Linked DNA regions of Pan troglodytes: region 1 is linked to region 2. The links are chromatin contacts, called in public Hi-C maps. All regions are on one chromosome and are shown on one strand. The core of a region is the stretch at or near the end of the contact, and the rest is flanking DNA. Distances in the headings are between cores, read along the strand shown. Region 1 holds the start of MARCHF7 (membrane associated ring-CH-type finger 7). Region 2 overlaps TANC1 (tetratricopeptide repeat, ankyrin repeat and coiled-coil containing 1).

What was found. Hi-C and Micro-C count contacts between places; a contact is called where the count stands out from the background.
Region 1: a Hi-C map of stem cell-derived neural progenitor cells shows a contact between it and region 2, with 4 times the contacts expected there. The contact joins the promoter of MARCHF7 here to the enhancer-like site in region 2. A contact is called at or near these places in 1 of 7 Hi-C or Micro-C datasets (stem cell-derived neural progenitor cells) and 1 of 1 datasets of contacts at active chromatin or transcription factors (stem cell-derived excitatory neurons).

Annotation. Positions count from the first base shown.
Region 1 is chr13:61,760,439-61,764,376 of NHGRI_mPanTro3-v2.0_pri, forward strand. MARCHF7 (membrane associated ring-CH-type finger 7) reads left to right here and starts at 2,007. Exons shown (of 10, transcript NM_001280320.1): 1 at 2,007-2,124. BAZ2B (bromodomain adjacent to zinc finger domain 2B) reads right to left here and starts at 1,955. Exons shown (of 40, transcript NM_001428164.1): 1 at 1,832-1,955; 2 at 225-402.
Region 2 is chr13:61,168,955-61,173,415 of NHGRI_mPanTro3-v2.0_pri, forward strand. TANC1 (tetratricopeptide repeat, ankyrin repeat and coiled-coil containing 1) reads left to right here. Exons shown (of 29, transcript XR_010150111.1): 6 at 1,946-2,050. Among named protein-coding and RNA genes, the nearest start is that of WDSUB1, 150 kb to the right of the region's middle. Within about 2 kb of position 1,942, at least 5 of the 24 cell types and tissues checked have an H3K27ac peak or open chromatin away from gene starts, as enhancers often do. A contact at or near this core is called in stem cell-derived neural progenitor cells, where this site is marked.

The DNA of each region.
Region 1 (3,938 bases), core at 757-3,256, 590 kb after region 2:
AGCCACGGTGCCCGGCTGCAAAATGTCTGCAGCATAGCAAAATCTCAATAATTATTTATCACTCATGATAATTACCTGAATACTAAAATCAGAGAGTACATTAAAAAGAAACACAACGAACCATTCTTAAATAATAAAAACATATTCATCAGTGGTCTTTATTTACTAGCACCAATAAAAAACTAGAAGCTCTGTTTAGCATAGGAAATTGGTGTCATACTCACTTCATAATATCATCAGTGCTGGGTGGGGACAAAGCCATAATCTGCCAAAATCTGCAGCATCCTTGCCAGGTTTGGGAGTTCTGTAGAGTAGTTACCACTGCCAGGTCTGACTGCCATAGCTCAGGAAAAGGGTGCAGTCATTTCTCTTAGCATAATCTTGAGAAGATGTCTAAGAGACCTATGTAATATTAAGTCACAGAAAGAAACAATATTATTGGTGGTTTAGACATGGAATGTAATAGCTAACAATTACGGAATGCTTACTTGTTTCAGGAACTGACGCGTTATCTCATCTAAACAACGCTACAGGGCATGAGTACTGTTATTAACCCCGTTTTACAGGAAACCTAGGTTTAGCAAGGTTAAGGAATTGCTTGAGATAACAAAAGTAGTAAGAGGCAGGGGTGGAATTTGAAGCCATATAGTCTGGTTCTTCAGGGTGTATACATCCGTGTATCTATAACCACAATGCTGCAGGGGCACTCGAACAGGCTGGAAAAGAATTATTTTTCTTTAAAGGGCAAATTAATTTCCTCAAAAGTAATCTCTGTTCACTTTATCCCATACCAGATGCTTATTTTCATTTCATATCCTAAAAGTTAGATTGGCACTTACATGCCAACTTAAAATACCTTTAAGTCTTTAAAATTTATAGTATTTTAGAATTTATCATAGTGAAACATGTACAGTCTGTTAGTCCCCAAGACAATAAAATAAGGATGATAGTGACTGATACTCCATTCCCTTCCGATGTAATGACAAACACGTAGAAACACTGTGTTTCACTTATTGGAATTATTTGGATCCAAAGGATTGCTTTTAATACCTTAACAAAATAGGTCATTAAAAAAAATCAAGTGCCTTTCAGTATTTTTCCAAGTTTCAATAACTGATCTTTTCCATTAAAAAACTTTTGATTCATTATTCCAAATCAACATATCATCTAAATATTTCCACATAGTTAGATGTAGCTTTTCCCTAACCTACTCCCTTTTATTTATTAGTACTCATTTACATCTTAGTTTGCCACATTTACAGTTCTTTGAAAGTTTCATCTAATATTCACCAGACCATTCACCTCACAATTTTCCTCCCTCTTTCTAAATAGGTGAATTTGTTTACTGCAAAATCGATGGCTACGCTATTAAAGGTTACTATCACGATTTTAAAAGACATGATCACCATCATTTACCAAGATTCTTACCACAAGGAAATGATCACAATGTTGGACAAACAGGCTCCAACTCTTAAGGGAAAGGGCTTGCAGTTAGATCACACAGGGCGGGCAGGGAAGCAAGCGGGGAGGGGTAGGTCGGAAAAGGCAGTGCTTGATTCAATTCAACATTCACTGCGCCACTTACCAAGAGCCAGAAAAAGAAAAAAAAAAAAAAAAAAAAAAAAAAGCCAACCAGCTGGGCGTTATTTCGAGCACGGGGCCCTGCAGGTGGGCCTGTGGGCGGGGACCCGGAGCCCGGGAGGGAAGGGGCTGGCTCAGAGACTATAGACGGGCGGGGACCGCCACCCCGGGCCGGGCCTCCAGCGCCCGGCGCCCGCACACTCGCCAGCCCAGCTGCCGGCACGCCGGCCAGCCAGCCGCTGCCGCTTACCAGTGGCGCCTCGCTGACTCCCCGGGGGCAGCTCTTCAACGGTTCCCGCAGTCAGAGCACCACCCCGCGGTGGGGTACCTCCAGCCCGTCCGCAGCTCTCGGTCCCCGCCGCGCCGCCACTCTCGCGAGAAGCCAGGAAGTCCGCGAAGTGGGGGGAGGAGTAGCAGGGAGGGGCACTTAACGGTGGTGGCTGGTTCTGCGCCGGATCCGGGAGAGGGGCGGGCGCCATTGTGCTTCGCTGCCGACTGCATTTCCTCAGTCACGGGCCTAGAACTCCAAGGAGAAAGGCGGCGGTGCGTGTTGCTGCGAGTGGGACGCGCACTGGTCAGTGCCGGCTCAGGAGCCGGGGTAATGAGCTGCGGAGCTAGTTCTTCTCCGTCTTGGGAGCTAGTTCGGGACCAGGCCGCGAGTGGGGGAGGGGAGGAAACGAAGAGGCCTGGGGCCGCGGAGGCCGCTTCCTCTCAGGATGAGGTGGAGAAGCTTGGTCCGGGGCCACCGGGGCCAAGGGGCCACAGCGCAGGCCTCCCTTGCCAGGGGCCTTTTGTCGGGTGGTGGAGTTTGTGGCGGGTGCAGGGGACAGATTGTGTGTCTTCCTCAGGGACGTGTGGCGGGTGACGGGAAGAGGCCTGAGCCCTCCTTTGGCGCGGGGCGGCCTCCTCTTGGGCCGTGGGGCGGGGGGTCTTCGGAGCCCTGCGGGCCGCGGGTGTCGCGCGTGAGCTCGCCGGTGAGCGCGGGGCAAAGGCGGGCAGGGCTCCGGCTCGGCCAGCCCGGCCTCGAGTCGAAGTGACTTCGGTAGCCCCTTAGATTCGGCCAAGATTGTCTTATTGGTAACGTCAGTTTTTGAATATCGTGACGCCCTGAGAGTTATTTTTGTGTTGTGGTGAATTGTGGGTTCTGCAACTCGAAGTAGGTGATTGTATTAAAAATGGACCTGTTGGCCTAAGAAGTAAAAATATGGAAGGCGCCGGGAGTAGGAAACTCCCTCATTTTGGTGAAACTGCGTATTGAAGATGAGTGTGTCCACCCCCTCACCCCAAAATGCTGCACTTAATACTTTTTCTCAAGTACCAAAGTAAATATATTGGGAAAGTCTCTATCTGGGTAATAAATTCGTCACGACTGAAGTTGTTTGTTACTATTAGTTAAATGTGTGAAAACTGAATTTGGCGAGGTTTTTTCCCCCATTTTGTAGGATTGATTAGCTGTTTTTCTGATTACATGTTATTTTAAATCTCCACCTTTCTGTCCAGAACCAAGATGTAGGATTAAAGATGAATTTTCGATTTAAAAATCCAATAGTGTACAGTTATTAAGAAGGCACACACGTAGTGTAACTAGATCTTTTACTTGAGGTAGCAAAAAGTTTGTTTGAGAAATGAGGTCAGTATAATATTTTTATTTAACAGCTCTACAGCATTTTGGGAGACAGGACTGGTGCATGAGGCAGTAGCATCAGACTCAGAAGACCTGGGTTTGAGTCTTGATTTTTGCCATAGTTATTTAAGTTCACGAGATTGTCTCAGAAACATGGCAGTTAATTTCTAGAGAGGATTAAATTTGCTGAGGTGGTGTGTGAAGCAGTCACTGGGGGACATAATACTAGTCTTGGTTTTTTTCCAAGTTTAATGCTGGGTCAGGTGTCTTGAATTAAGAATTCCTACTTATTCAAGTACAAATGATTTCTTTTTTCTGCCACCTGGAAGAGGGCTATTTTCCCAGATAAAGCACGAGGATGCCCAGGTTATGTTCTACATGAAGGTGTCAGGTAACGAACTTGGACACAAAAGTCATCCATGACTCTCATGTAGCCAATTTTTAGTCCGCTCCATACCCACCTTACACAACTCTTTTATCTGCTCTATGTTCAAGAATCGTCTACATTTTGACATTTTATTGTAGGAAAATAATTTTATAATGCAAAATCTGTCAAATATCTTAAAACTTTTTTAGATAATTTGTAATTTGTTGTAGTCAAATTACAAATTATGGAGAGCTTCACATTACAAGAATGAGCTTGACATGGTATCTGCCCTCCACAACTCACTGTTTAGTCATCAGACTAATGTATAAACAACTATTATTATCTTAATATGACTGTACAGTGGTT
Region 2 (4,461 bases), core at 692-3,191:
TTGCTAAAAGCCACTTTAAGGCAACCAAGGAACACTAGAATCAAGGAAGTGATTTTGGACCAAAATGTAACAGAATAGGCAGTATTTTCTTTATTTTTCAGACAGGGTTTCACCCTGTCGCCCAGGCTAGAATGCAGTGGTGTGATCTTGGCTCACTGCAACCTTTACCTCCTGGGCTCAAGTGATCCTCCCACCTCAGCCTCCTGAGTAGCTTGGACTTCAGGCACACATCACTGCACCCAGCTAACTTTGTTTATTTTTATTTATTTATTTTTTGAGACGGAGTCTTGCTCTGTCGCCCAGGCTAGAGTGCAGTGGCGTGATCTCAGCTCACTGCAGACTCCACCTCCTGGGTTCAAGCGATTCTCCTGCCTCAGCCTCCTGAGTAGCTGAGATTACAGGCACCCACTACCGCGCCTGGCTAATTTTTGTATTTTTTTTAGTTGAGATGGGGTTTCACCATCTTGGCCAGGCTGGTCTCGAACTCCTGACCTCATGATCCACCCGCCTCGGCCTCCCAATGTGCTGGGATTACAGGCATGAGCCACCGTGCCTGGCCTCTTTGTTATTATTTTTGTATAGAGACCAGGTCTTCACTGTGTTGCCCAGGCTTGTCTCAAACTCCTGGGCTCAAGTGATCCTTCTGTGTTGGCCTAAGTGCAAGAATTACAGGTGTGAGCCACCGCGCCTAGCCTTTTAATTTTTTTTAAGCAGTTTTGTTTAGGTATAATACACATCCATACAGTTCACCCATTTAAAGCATACAATAGACTAATTTTAAATATATTCATAGAGTTGTACAACCATCCCTACAACCTAATTTTAGAACATCTGGTCACCCTAGAAAGAAGTCACATATCCCTTACCATTACCCCACAGGCCTGCATAGCCTGCATAACCCCCAGCCCCTGGCAACCATTTATACTTTCTGAAAGATTTGGCTATTCTGGGCATGACATATGAATGGAATCATGTAGATCCTTTGTGACTGGCTTCTTTCACTTAGCAGAATGTTTTCAAGCTTCATCCATGTTGTAGCATGAATCGATACTTCATTCCTTTCTACTGCCCAATAATATTCCATTGTGTGGGCAAAGAACATTTTGTTGTTGTCATTTGACATACCTTTAGCTAGTACAAATGGCGTTACTATGAGCATTTGTGTACAAGTTTTTGTGTGAACATATATTCCCATAGGAGTAGAACTGCAGGACCATGTAGTAACTCTGCACTTAACCTTTTGAACGACTGCCAAACTGTTTTCCAAAACGGCTGCATCATTGTATGTGAGGGTTCCGTCCAGTCTTACGAAGAATTCCGGATTTTCTGATAATAAGCAGGGGCTGTGGGAACAGGAGGTAGGAGATAAGCCTGTTGGTCTCTCCTATGTCTGACCCGCTTGCTGGCTGCTGTGCCCCGCACAGTTACTGTGCGTCACCAGCCAGATAAGATGCCTGCGTTCTTGTGGCTGGTGCGCAGACTGTGTTGCTGTTACAGGCCGGCTGTTTGTAATCCTTGCCCCCTGACTTTAGAGATACCAAGCTACCAAATCATCTTTGTCCCATCCTTGTCCTAGTTAGAGGAAAATCAAACCCTTCATCACAAAGCAGTCCAGGTTTGAACATGTCAAAATCACCCACTTGACCAGTGAAGACAGCTGTAGCGACTTCACAGCAAGAGAGCAGCTTTTGTTTTTGTTAGGGTTTACATTCTCAAATCTGAGCTTACTCTTTTCTTCTTTGGCAGGCCAGACTGGACGTTCCCTCGTCTGTACTGAAATTGTGTGTGTGTGTGTGTGTGTGTGTGCGCGCGTGTTTAAGGGAGGGGAAGGCACTGGCTCTTCCTCTAGGCATATTTGGGTCCTGGTAAGGACACACACTGTACATTCCAAGGCTTTGTTTTCATCTGGAAAAAATTAGCCACACTCAGATCTTTCCCACTACAGGTCCCGTCAGGAAGCCCAAGTATGTGGAAAGCCCCAGAGTGCCTGGAGATGCAGTTATAATGCCATTCAGAGAAGTATCCAAGCCAACAGAGCCTGATGAGCATGGTAAGAATGTTTTCAGTGATTTCCTTCCCCCTCTACCAAAGATTTTATACAATGACACTTCATTTCTGAATGAAACTTGAGTGTCCTTGCAGTACTGCTTTGCTGAGAATGTATTTGGGAGGTATTTTCCCCTCCAGCAGTTACAGAGATCTGTTTGGCTAACGGAAATTCTTGGAAATTGTATACCTGGCGTATAAATAGTTAAGTGGGTACATATGCATTATTTAAGGATTGAGTCCTATTTCCTCTGAATTTTGACCTACCAGATCTTGGAGGATAGGAAGCGTCACCCAATAGATTGCTTCCAAGATTTTGTTTTGTTTTTAATATTCTACTGCTTGAGAAAATTCAACAACAGGCTTTGGCTGAAAAGCTGAAACCTTAACTGGACAAAGCATGTAATTGCTAGCTTTAAAAAAAGCATTTGATGTCTTTTGAAGGCTGCTTTTTTTAACATCTGAAGTTTTTCTTTAGGGGCTGTTGAAGTAGGAGCAAAAAAAAAAAAAAAACAAATTGATGGAAATATTTTTAAAGACATTTTATATGTATATATATTTTATACCTGGAAATATGTGTGACATTACAAATTTGCAGCGTTTAACAGATATATTCATAGTTGTTTATTTTAAAAAATCAATTCAAGAATTTTCCTGTTTGTTCCTTTCTGGGGAGTCCCCAACTCACATCTCTCTTGCCTTTAATTTGGGTGTTTTGAATTTCCACCCTGTTTTTCTGCAGAAACATGGGACTAGGAATCTTGCTGTATGTAAAGGGGCTTGCTTTATCCTCAGTGTGGACAAAAGTTTATGTAGCAATGCTGAAAGAGAACTCAACCATATTTTTACTTTGGCATATCTGGCACCTTCCTCTGCCTAATTGTGGGTGGTGGGAGATACACACCCTTTATGTCCTAACCTGTGTGTGCCTTTTGTGTTGCTGATGCTGTATGGCAGGGAGTGGGTAATAAGTAGGACATGGGAAGACAATATACTGGAGTGGTGGTAAAAATACAGCTAAAAATGAGCTGTGAGGAAGGATCAGCAAAAGCTGAAAACTGGGAAGGGAAGGGGAGTTTGGGACATGGGGAAAAGATGGGGCCAGGCACTGGGCACTCTGGGCAGGCAAGAGGTGCTATTGCAGGTGTCTTGGCATGAGAAATGCCACCCTTTTCCTTTCTGTCCAGGCACTCATTGTGTGGTTGAGGGAAGAAGTTTTGAGCTGAGGATTTGTGCACACCGAATGTTGCTGGTGAAGGTGGAGATTCCACTGTGGTGTCTGGTTAGGATAGCCAACTGCTGGTACATGAGGCCTCTCTTGATTGTGCGTTCACGTGGGCAGGCAGTCTGTTCTCTCTCTCCTCGGTGTCCTGAAAGGAAAGTAAAATCTCTCTCTCTGTAGTGAATATCAGTCATCAAATGTCTAAGCTGTCTGCCTGGCTCAGATTAAGCCTGCTACCTACCTCTTCCCTTCTTCCCCACCCACCAAAGCCTTTGTAGCCCTGGTCAATTATGCCCCTGGCATTTTGGCTGGCCTAGGCTCATTATGTAACCTCTTCCTCCCTGGCTGGGAGTATCGTTAAGGTTGTGTACAGGGATTGGGACCTCCTCCTCCTGGTGTGGGAGTGGGGGTAGAAAATTTGGATTTTTATTAGGCAATGAAAGGTTATAAATAGTTCCTATTGTTAACTTTTCTCCCTTGCTCAAAGCAGAATTGGCCACCTTTCTTGACGAATGGAAGTGTTCTTATGCTTGGCTGTGGGCTGAGCTAAATTTCAAATGCAGCAATTGGTCTTGCGGAGTAGCCTGAAGTTTGCATGTGTGCTCACTCGTGAGACCTGAGCTTTCTGATTCGGCATCTTTAGTCTCCATGGGGACCAAAGTTATGAGATCTATGGGCTACAAATACAGGACCAGACATTTCGGTTTCGCCTGAAATTAAGAAGCAGGGTATGTTTTCATTTTTGTTAAGTGTCTCGGGAGCAGGTGTAGTTCACGTCTGTGGGTGCATGGTCTTGCCTGAAGATAGCCATGATGTTGGTGGATGCCGCAGCAGGGTGAGCTTTCTCTTGGTTGATGAGGAGAGGTGGCTGCCTAACAAAGTCGAACAGGACAATTAGTATAGAATGGTATGTTTTGTAATCCCCATGGAGTCCCTTAAATTTCAATGGGGTTAATTAAGTCTGCCCTGTCAAAGTGTAAATTTTATCCAGATCACTGAACCCAAAGGAAATGATAGAGCCAACTAAAACTAATTGAGTTTGAGTGTTAACCCAGGTGTGTACAGATACATGATGGGCAAACCCTCATTTTTAGGGTTTAATATCAGCATCATCACTTAAGCTTTACTTTAAAACGTGGTCTTCTGTTATCTATATTTCCTTTGGACATTCTTGTTTAAGTTTCTAAGACGCT